Linked DNA regions of Gossypium hirsutum: region 2 is linked to region 1. Evidence: chromatin contacts called from public Hi-C data. All regions are on one chromosome and are shown on one strand. Each heading gives the region's core, a stretch centred on a gene start, on an enhancer-like site or on the middle of the called end of the contact. The rest is flanking DNA. Distances are from core to core; before and after follow the strand shown.

Region 1 (5,493 bases), core at 2,651-5,150:
ATAAGATTTCTAGTGAAAATACTTTTTGAATCTTGAATTTTTTTAGCTCTAAGAATTAGTTAAGCTTTGATAAGATATATGTTGTATTACATGATGTTTTGATGGAGTTTAATGTTTTATAATGTTTAGAAGTGTAATGGAATGACTTATGACAATTTAAAATTGATTTTAGATGTTTCAAACATGCTTTGGGCAATCTGCCTCCGATGTTGCAATGTTGAATAGCCAAGGTCACAACATTGGGCAAATCTAGCCTCAGTGTTGTGACACCAATAGTCAATATTGTGACATTAGAAGTATTCTACTCTTACTGCCACGACACCACTAGTCAATGTCATGATATTGACCCTATTTACTCTGATTTGTTCTGAAAGGGTTCTAAATAACTCTCGAATGCAACCAAACTGCAACCATATATTGGAAATGACCCGCACCACTCCAAATGAGCTTAATTATGTTAAAATGAATAATTTAAAATAGATGTTCAAGTTGCGTAGTATTAATGCCCAAATGTAACATTCCTTGCTCGTGATATATCGATCCAATCGGGGTGAGAAGTGTTACAAACAACATATATTGGCCCTTTCATTCAATTTTATTAAAATGAATATTTTAATATAACCATTTTAAATTAGGGAAAACGTAATTATTATTAGAAAACTCATTATATTAGTTTATTTTAAACTTTTTTCTTAAATAATAATAAAAATACTCCAAAATTTATTTTATGAATATATTATATACTTCACAAATGATGTGCAAAAATATTATTTTTGAATTAATAAAAGTATCATGGAGGTCATTGTATTAGAAGTCAGATTGAATTTTTCCCCATCTACTAAAAAATTGCAAATTAGCACCTGCACGTTAGATCAAAAAGTAAAATAGTCTTTCCGTTAAAAAATTCATATATTTCTACTATTAAGTGATGACATGGCTTCAGAGCAAGCCATGTCAACAAATATTTAAAAAATTGAAAAATCCTAAAATAAATAAATTTTTAATAATTATTTGAAACACAAAGTCCAAGATAGACCACTAACAAATTCAAAATAATAGAATCTATAACTTTTTGGGTAAACTACACCCATAATCACTCTAAAATAAGGTTTGTCCTATTTTGGTTACTCTAATTTTTTTCTCAGTTTAGTCACTCTAATTAAGATAATTGTCTAAATTAGTCACTGTTACTAAAATTTTCGTTAATCCACTAACAAATTGCAGATGTGGCATATTAACTCATTAAGTGACTAGCATGTGGCTTTTTTGTTTTTAGTTTTGACTAAAGCTAGTAATTAGCTCAAAACATTTTTTTGCTCTCATATCCCCGTGCTTTACTTTGTTCTCATGATGTTGGGAGTCATCGTCTCTCCCACTCGATTCCAACTTAAAAATCGTTCATCAAACCTACTAATATTTCCACCTACTACGCCACTGGACTAGAGGTGCTCATGGGCCGGGCGGCCCGGCCCGGCCCGACGGCCTGCCCAAAATATGGGAGGGTTTGGGTAAAAATATAGGCTCGAAATATGGGCTTGGGCAAAAAATGAGGCTCGATTAAAAAACGGGCCGGGCCTCGGGCACCACTTTTTTGGCCCGGGCCCGGCCCGAATATAATAAATTTTTTTATTTTTTAAATTTTAAAATACTTTTAAAATACTTTTTTTAAATTTTTTTTAATTTTAAAATATTTTTAAAATATTTTTAAAATACATTTTTAATTTTTTTTTATTTTAAAATATTTTCAAAATAATTTTTTTTAATTTTAAAAATAAATTTTTGGTATTTATTTAAAAAACGGGCCGGGCCGGGCCGGGCTTGTGATTTTTTTTCCCGGGCCAGGGCCGGGCCGAAATTTTTTCTGGGCTCGGCCCGAACCCGACCCAGCCCATGAGCAGCTCTACACTGGACCCACCGCATCAAGAAAAAGAAACAAAAGCAAGAGAAGAGAAAGAACAAAAAAAAAAAGAAGTTTTGAGCTAATTATTGAGAGGTTTGTAGCTTTAATAAAAAAAGTTTTAAAAAGTGCCACATGTTAATAATTTAATGAGTTAATATGCCATGTCAGCAATCCATTAGTGGATTAACGAATTTCTAACTGTAGTGACTAATTTGGACAATTATTTTAATTAGAGTAACTAAATTAAGAGAAAAAAAAATTAGAATGACCAAAATAGGACAAATTCTATTTTAAAGTGATCATGGGTATAGTTTTAGTGAGCAATATTTATATTTTATGTCACTTACTTTGACCACTTTCCTCAAACATTTATTGATTTTTATTATTATAAATTTACAACATATTTTTTCAAATTGGACCACTTAGTACTGGACAAGATGTGGAGCAAACAACTATTTAAAACAACCATTAAATTTTACATTAATTCTCTACTTATTTGTCTTTACAATTTTTTACATTTATAGTAATTCTTCATAATAATTATTAAATATTTAAATAAATTGTAACTCGATGATGATATTTAATTTACAATTCACATATTTATTGTATTTTTAAATAAATTTTCATTAATGTGTAACTATTCGATTTCCAATGGTGTCAAAAAATATCGTTATGGAACTCCATTTTCGTAAACAGAGATCGTAAATATTAAATAAAAATATTTACAGAGTTAGGGTATAGATGAATTGAAATTTGGTTAAGCGATTTTGCCAAAATTGTGAGTAATTATGGCTTAGGTGCTAAATAGTAAAAGTTTAATCTTTATAGATTTTTAATTAGATTAAGGTTTGGGGACTTAAATAGAAATTATTTAAAGGATTAAAATGACTAATAGACGAATTTTAAATGGATGATGGTGGGATGTGATGTTAATTACCATTAGATTAAAGTAATTAATGATTAGTGATTAATTGGTTATGATTAAGTTAATTAATTAAATTAAATTAAAAATAAACTAACTATATACTTAAGATAATGGAAAAAGATTATAAAACATCATCTTCTTCCTCTTTTCACCACTGTTCACCCTAAAAGCCATGGGAGAAAGGTTTTGAAAGCTTTATACATTCGACCACCATTTTTAGGTAAGTCCCCAACCATTTCTCATTGTTTTTTATGGATTTGAGATTATGGGAGCTTTGATTTAGTTAGTCCATGTACTAATTTGTAAAACTGTTAAAATTTTTGGAAGTTGTCATTGTTGAGAATTGAATGAAATTGGTGTCAAAGTGTTAGAAATTAAACTTAGTTTAAGAAAAAGATTAGATTGTAAAGCTAATGGTTAGTTTAGTACATTAGGGACCAAATCAAATTAAATGCAAAACTATTGTGAAATGTTGGTAGGAATAAAAAATAAAGGGTCCCTAATGAGTTTTGGTGAAATCATATTTTAATTTGAAGTCTTAAATTGAAAGTTATGCTTGTCCTAGTTTTAGGCACTAAATTGAATAATTTGAAAATATTTGAAATGCGTTTTAGCGCACTCGAACCTACATTCTCCTACACTAGTAATAATATCGATGCAAATCGAACTAAGACTTAATCATCTTAACGGAAGATAACTTAAAATAGAAAAAAATAATATGGTTTAGGAACTAAAAGCCTAAAATTTTAATTTTCATATTTTACCATTATTTATTTTAAAATTTTAATTTTCATATATAATTTCCTTTTTAAAAGTTCTTCTCACCCAAACGTGTTTATAACTTTTTTTTTTAATTTCTTTTTATTTTCAGCTTATCAATCATCAATATATTTTTATTAATTGATTTTTTTTACTTTTTCGTATATATTTTTAATTTTTATTGAAAAAGAAAACCGATGAAATTTAAAATCCAGTTTGAGGTCTGCCATCTGTTTTACCTTTGATCCAATAACAAGCCCACTGACAAAAACCGAACCCTCCAACAAAGCAATTTCCCACTTTTTTTTTTACCCAAATTTTTTTAAAAAAACACTAATCAATCATCCATTTGATCCTTTTCTTGGAGGACCCTCAAAAGTAATTTATAACTCTTTTTTTCCCCTTTAATTTCATAATTTTGGCTATGAAGCGTGGATACCCTGAATCTCTCTCTTCCTCTTTAGGTCCACCTCAATCCCGATTCAAACATAACCCTCAAGGTAAAATTCTTGTTAGGACTTGTTTCTTTTCATGGGTTACATTTGTGATTAGGTATGTTATGAACTTTGGGTTTTTCATATTTTATTCAATTGCAGTTTCCATATGGTTAAAAAATTGATGAAATATTCTTCTTTTAGTTTATTTTGTGGCTATTTGATTACAGTGCAGTTTTTTGTGACATGAGTTTTGAAGTTTATGTAAGATTTCAGAAAACGCAAAAAAAAAAAAAAAAAAAGAACGGTGAATTTTGATTGTTACGTGAAAATGAAAGTTTTTAAGAATGCGGTATTAAATGGTTTGCATCTAAGCTGCCAAATTTGTGTTGAATAAAAAGCTTCAGGTTTCCGATACTTAGAAGTTTCTTAGGATCCAGTTTAATTGTGTACTGTATTTTCTGTTTTTGGTTAATGAGTTAGGTTTTAAAGTTCGTAGGATTTAATTTGAGAGGGAAGAAAAATATTCCAATGTTTTTAATTGCTAGCTTTACAGCTTATAATGCAGAATTCAGTAGAAAAAAATTATTATAGAAGCTGAAATTGTATTGTGGTATTAGGTGATGCACAATTTCCGGAGGATGAGAGCACGAAGATTTTTGCTAGGAAAGTAGCTGATCATTATAGTGCAAGAACTAATCAGACTCTGGAAGAACGAGAAGCAAGTCCAATCATTCACTTAAAGAAGTTGAATAATTGGGTATGTTGTTGAACCATATGAACTACATTCTGCTCTTAGGATATATTTTTGAGTCATTTGTCATTCACTTTCTTCTTGATTGGACAGATTAAAAGTGTCTTGATTCAGCTTTATGCTCGTAAGGGGGATGCCGTTCTTGATCTTGCCTGTGGCAAGGTATTTTAGGACCCTTATTTGTATTTAGCTTACTTGTTTTTTGCCAAATTCAACTTATTTTTATCCTTGTGATATGTTTTGCTTTTATGTGTTTTAGGGTGGTGATCTCATCAAGTGGGATAAAGCAAAAGTTGAATATTATGTTGGTGTTGATATAGCTGAAGGCTCGGTAAAGTGCTAAAACACTCGGGGTTTCCCCCTATTTGTTTACTCGTTTTTCCAATTTAGTAGCTCCGTTAAGCCGTGGTCAACCTATCTGGTATCTGGGCCTCCTTCAGTACTAATCATAATTGTTCTGAGCCACTAATTTCTTAAGCAGCAGCATTTGTAACCGCAATCCTATTAGTGCATTTTTTTATAGATACATGTGAACTATTTGTTGCACGATTTGTTGTACTTATGATATCATGTAATAATTTTTAAATTACAGCTCTCTGAAACATGAGTCTTGTGCAATAGTGGATGGTAGTGTAGATGTTTTCTAGCTTAAAATCACGGATAAATTGTGTGCTTCTAAGGCACTAACAGCCTGCAGTCTAGATGTCTTTCTATACCTGAA
Region 2 (5,694 bases), core at 516-3,015, 120 kb before region 1:
TTAGTGCGTCTAAATTCATCATTTTTCATCTTTTGCTGGATCTTACTTAAGGACTGCACTAATTATAGCTTACAGGCTCTAATATGTCCTTAAATTTTTTTGTTCCACTTTTTTAGTCCCACAGTAAGCTTTCCCAGAGTTTTAGACATGTCCCCATTGTATTCCCATAATTCGGATATAGTACTCGAGATACTTTGGGAAATTTTGAATCCAAGAAGCATTACTAAATTCTCGGTCTAGCCTTTCAAATACCCCTTCTCTTTGCCATGTGAAGGATGGCCTCCAAAATCCCAAATCATGTAGGTTGTTTGCTTCAACAAGCTCCCCAAAGTAAGGACGTCGTCTTCTAATAGTACTCATTCTTTTTTTATCATTCTAGGGGACAATGGTGGTAGGTATAGTCTCTTTTAATGCTTCCCATAGCAATATTCTCTTTGTTCTATTTGGGCTTCCATACACGAAAACAATTAGGACTGTTTGTATGGGAATTCTGAAAGAAACTCATGCTAGGATGAATTGAGGGTGGTTTCGGATAATTTCAAGACTAACTAAGTTTTTCCAACCAATCCAGATCCCCCCTAAGAACCCCCAAGCTTCTACCTGATAGGAGTAGTGCAGCCTTAATTTTGCATTTATCTCATCAGCTTTGTGGCCACTGACTTTTGGTTTTAACAAGCTAATAATATATGGCTTATGCTCCATATTATATTCTCTAAAAATGCAAGGAAACTTCTCACTCACGCATTATTGAAAATTCTAAGAAAATATTGAAAGTGAAGAGTTCATTATTAAAAAGCACAGTAAATGAATAAATGTCCTTACAATTACTGACCAGCTCTTACCTGCTCTCCTGACTTTTCATCCATCACTTTGGGAACTTCGTTCACCAACCCCCGCTGGAACTGGCTTTGTAGTAACTTGACCATGTTGCTAATTGATTCAACAAGTGGGAGTTTTCAGGGAGAAGCCTTAAAAGGGCTACCTTTTTCCTTAATGACTTTCTTGAGCTTCTTACCTTTTCGGCTACCATTGGCCTTCACACTACCTTGCGCCGAAGAAAATTCTATTAGATGTCCTATTGTAATGGTTCTGCTTCTTTGTATGGTCCCCCAGTTCTATGTTGGATGTTCTCTTTAAAAATGACCACCAAATGTTTTGCAGCGTCAAGAACACCTACCGTCAGAATCGCTTAGATTTCCTACAAATCCCCTATCCTTGGTTGGCTATTATGGCAGGTGACATCCACTGACCTGCCTTTTTCTAGAGCCAAATGTCCTTGTCTTAGTTTGGCTTCGTCGATCTTTAGCGTAAACTTACTGGCGATCCAAAGATTGCCCGATGCTTGGGTAGCCAAGCTTGACCCAGCATTTTGCCGCTAGCTTTGGCCTAGGTCCACTTTTGACCCAACCACATGAACCTGCGAATCTTCTTCCCCAACTAGGTTTTCCAAAACCTGGAACCTAGAGTTGTCCGCCAATTGTGCCTAAGTCTCACCACTGTCCTTCCTTTCCATTCTCAAAGTGCGTCTGCCCCACCTCTCGGCAAGCATCCACGGCCTATAGGTGCATAGATTTGGCGCTGCGACTTCTTTATTTTCCTTTGAAATTTGCCTCTGTTCTCTCCTATTCCCTGTAATGCCTATGCCAAATTCCTCCGGCCCCGTTGCTTCCTTAGGGCAGATCTCCTTCACATGCCCATAGTAGTCGCACAACAAACAAACGATCAGTAAGTATTCATATTCAATCCACTGAATAACTCTTTTTACCAAGACTTGAGTGATCAAAGCCCTATCCAAATTGATGAACACTACTATTCTTGCAAACCTCCCCCTAACGCTGTTGTCCGTATTGAAATCAAATTTTGCAACTTTCTCGATCATCCCCCTATTTCCCGTAAGATTTGTAGCTTATACATATGCCCAGTAACGTAGGAAGTCGGATCCATGCCATAACCGTGCTTAGATACGGCTGAGCTGGATTAAAACCCATAGTCCATGACTGTACTGTTAAGTACTACCCAAACACGGCTCAAGGACCATAACACAAGACTCTCTCGTAATCCTTCGAGTTCTTAAATTTGGCTAAAGATTAATCATGCTCCACATCTATTAAACGGAACGATTGAGGTGATTTCCAGAGTGAAAAAAACCTTGTTCTAAAGTGCAGCGTACCCTATACTTCTTCCCAAAAGTTTGATTACTACTATGTGTTCCATGTGTTTGATAAGGATTTGGTGTACGCGTTCTGAAAAATTAATCGAAGGAATACCATTGACCAACGAGCGCTCCACATCCTCCTTTAACAGTCTGAATTCTTTTGCTCCATCCAACCCATCCGAAGTTGTTGTTCTCTCATCTGCTCGGAGTCCCATACCTACCAGTTGGTCTTTCCAAGAAAGGAACTTTTCAGCAACTAGTGTTGTATCCATCACAACATCCCAGTCTTCCTCTATTCCCCGAATTGGTACTTTCTTTGTTGAGCAATTCACCAAATCACCCTCATCGCCACCTTCGTACTCCGTGCTCTTCATCGTAATCAATATGGAATGTTAGTGTCCCCCAAAACAACTCATTTAATTAATTAAGTATTTAATTTAATTTATAAAATCTATTTAATATATATTTTTAAATTAAGTATGGAATACTATTAGATTGTTTGATAAATGTATTTTTAAAATTTTAAAGCTAAATTATTTAAATAAATATAATATTAAAAGAAATAAAATAAAATAAAAAGAATTTAAAATATTCTACTTTGTTATTTAGAGACTATATTATTTTATTATTAAATTATGGCATGAGATTTAGGTTTTGGGTCTTATATAACATGTTTAACATTTAATTTGTTTTTGTTAGGAACGACTCGATTAAGCAACAAGTAAAAAAAATAGCGGAATAAATTGAGAAATTGAACACACAAATTTAATATGGAAAAGCCCCTCCAAAGAGGATAAAAAATCACGGGCAAAGATAATTTTACTATAATGACAAAAGAACGAAGAGTACAAAAGATGGAGATAAAAACTAAACCCCGGAAACTCGAAAACAAAGAACCCTCAAAACATAAACACAAAATTCTCTAAATGTGTTATGAGTTCTAATCTCTAATGGGTGTATTTTCTAAGGTTGTAAAAGAGCCTATTTATAGGCTAAATTCATAGGTCAAATAATAATAAAATAATCTAGACTACTCAGAGTTTGATTGAAACAAATAAACAGAGTTTAACTGAAAGATTATTTCTCAAATTTGACTGAAATAGGAGTCATACTCAACAAATCTCCACCTTGACTCATATTTCCACAATGCCCTCTTTGCCAAAGCCTGCCACGGGCCTATCTTGAACTATGCAGAGAATTAATTAATTCGAATCTATGCTTAGAAGCTGGAAGACTTCTAGCCTTCAACTTGTACACTGCGAAATTAAAATTAACTCGAGTCTGATTTTCACAAACACAATGCCCTAACTTTTCAAAACCTGCATGCAAAAAAGAACGTCTCTTCAACGAAACGGTCATACCTTTTTCCCTCCTATGACCAAGTTGCCTCCCCTCCAAACAAGTTGAATTCGACTCCATAACGGACAAGGGACATCCGATTTCACCGGTCACTGTAAAACCTTCTAGAATATAAAGACTGCCGGTTCTTTTACCTTTTAACAAAACGAGAGCTCCACGAGATACTTTAATGTCGCTCGACTCGATGTTGATTTTGGATCCTTTCAAGTCTAAAATACTCAATGAGATGAGATTCTTTCATAAATCAAGTACATACCTGACATCTGAGAGTGTCCTAATCGTCACATCGTGTATCCTAATTTTAACAGTACCAATGCCAATTACCTTACTAGATGCATCATTTCTCATGCGTACAACTCCACCTTCAACCGAACTGTATGTGAAGAACCATTCTCTATTGGGTCACATGTGGAAAGAACATCCCGAATCTAGGATCCACTCGGACGTGAGCTGGGAGTTATAACTCGTTGACACTAGCAAGAAATCATCACCGATTTCATCAACCAAATTAGTACCAGCTACATCTTCCTCGTTACTCTCAGCAACTATTTTATTTCGCAGTTTATAACAATCTACTTTGGCATGACCTAACTTTTTATAATAGCGACACATTTTGTCTCGTTTTGTTGATGCTACCAAAACGGAAGCTTGCCTATCTACCTTGCTATCCAAACCAAACCCGAAAATAAAGAACCCTCAAAACGTAAACACAAAATTCTCTAAATGTGTTATGAGTTCTAATCTCTAATGGGAGTATTTTTTAAGGTTGTAAAAGAGCCTATTTATAGGCTAAATTCATAGGTCAAAGAATAATCAAATAATCTAGACTAATCAGAGTTTGATTGAAACAAATAAACAGAGGTTAACTAAAAGATTATTTCTCAAATTTGACTAAAATAAGAGTCATACTCAACAAAAAGTACACATATAAAGATTTTAGTTTGAAAAATTGTAGCCCAACAAAACTGTTTTAGAAGTTGAAATGAAACCATACCTATGACGCAATTAGAAATATAAAAAGGACTAGGTTCTTATAGCATCAAATGTCAATTTTCACTGATTCATCTCTACCAATAGAATTTCATCCAAACTATGGTATCTTTTCTATTCAATCGACGAATATACCAATAAAAAAATGTCACATCAGTTGATTTGTCTAGGTTATCATATATCAATTCAGTTAACATTTTCTTCCTTTAATTATTAAATAATATAGGCACCAATATAAATTCACCTTTAAAGTCAATAGAAAATTTGTGTTCTTCTTAACTGTCAATAAAAGCATCCATTTGTCGAGCTTTTTTTTTAATTTCTCACCATGTATTTTTTAAGGGTTACATGTTTTTTTATCGATATCAATGTATTTTAAATTCCTACAAATTTTGTGTTGAAGAAGTACAATTCAAGAAAATGTCTGGCTTATAGGTACGGAGTTCGAACTAAATATTATTGATTACTGCTCTTCATCTATTAGTATTAATGCCTTTAGCTTGATTTCAATATTCATAAGTATCAAAGTTCAACAAATGATATTCAGAGAGTATTTATTTCATGTAGGCCCAATCACTTAAATTAAATTTTGGTGGTTGGACCTCGACACCCAATATAACCATTTTCTCTTCATTATTTTTAACCTTAAATGTAATAGCTCGGTTTTCAAAAATGTCGAAAACAGTAGTACGAGATCACCAAATTCAGAAAATAAGCTCGTAAATTTTATTATCAATAATTACGAGCCAAATATGATTTTTAAGAAATTTTTAAATTAGTAATTTGTATTTTATAAAAATTTATTAAGTCAAGAAATTGAGAAAAAGAGGTATCGAGACTTCGATATTATAAACCGAGCCGTAAATATTTTTATAAATATTTACAGAGTGTCAATATGGTAGTGTTAAAGTTTCGTCAGAAAATTTTAATGTTTTGGCAGTTAATTAATAAAAAAAGACTAAATTGAAAAGATGCAAAACTTGCTAAAGTGATTAAATAGCTTAACAATTAAATAAGGAAGGACTAAAATAGAAAATGGACCAATTTAGGGGGCTGAGATGACATAACGTTAAAAAAAAAGTCTAAGATTTTTATGTATTAAGGATAAAATTGGAATTACAATAAAGTTTATGTGGCCAAATTTTATTTTAAGCATTTCAAGACCATTTCTTCTTGAAATTTCGGTGGGA

What was found. A called contact is a pair of places that touch in the nucleus more often than the background predicts.
Region 2: a Hi-C map of fibers shows a contact between it and region 1, with 3 times the contacts expected there. The contact joins the enhancer-like site here to the promoter of LOC107951770 in region 1. A contact is called at or near these places in 12 of 34 Hi-C or Micro-C datasets (callus, fibers, hypocotyl and 2 more).

The regions. Positions count from the first base shown.
Region 1 is chrD01:8,994,646-9,000,138 of Gossypium_hirsutum_v2.1, reverse strand. It overlaps LOC107951770 (mRNA cap guanine-N7 methyltransferase 1), which reads left to right and starts at 3,900. Exons shown (of 13, transcript XM_016886906.2): 1 at 3,900-4,084; 2 at 4,639-4,778; 3 at 4,866-4,934; 4 at 5,032-5,103. The coding sequence starts at 4,009.
Region 2 is chrD01:9,111,907-9,117,600 of Gossypium_hirsutum_v2.1, reverse strand. No RefSeq gene overlaps it. Among protein-coding and RNA genes, the nearest start is that of LOC107940012, 32 kb to the right of the region's middle. Within about 2 kb of position 1,765, at least 6 of the 9 cell types and tissues checked have an H3K27ac peak or open chromatin away from gene starts, as enhancers often do. A contact at or near this core is called in fibers, where this site is marked.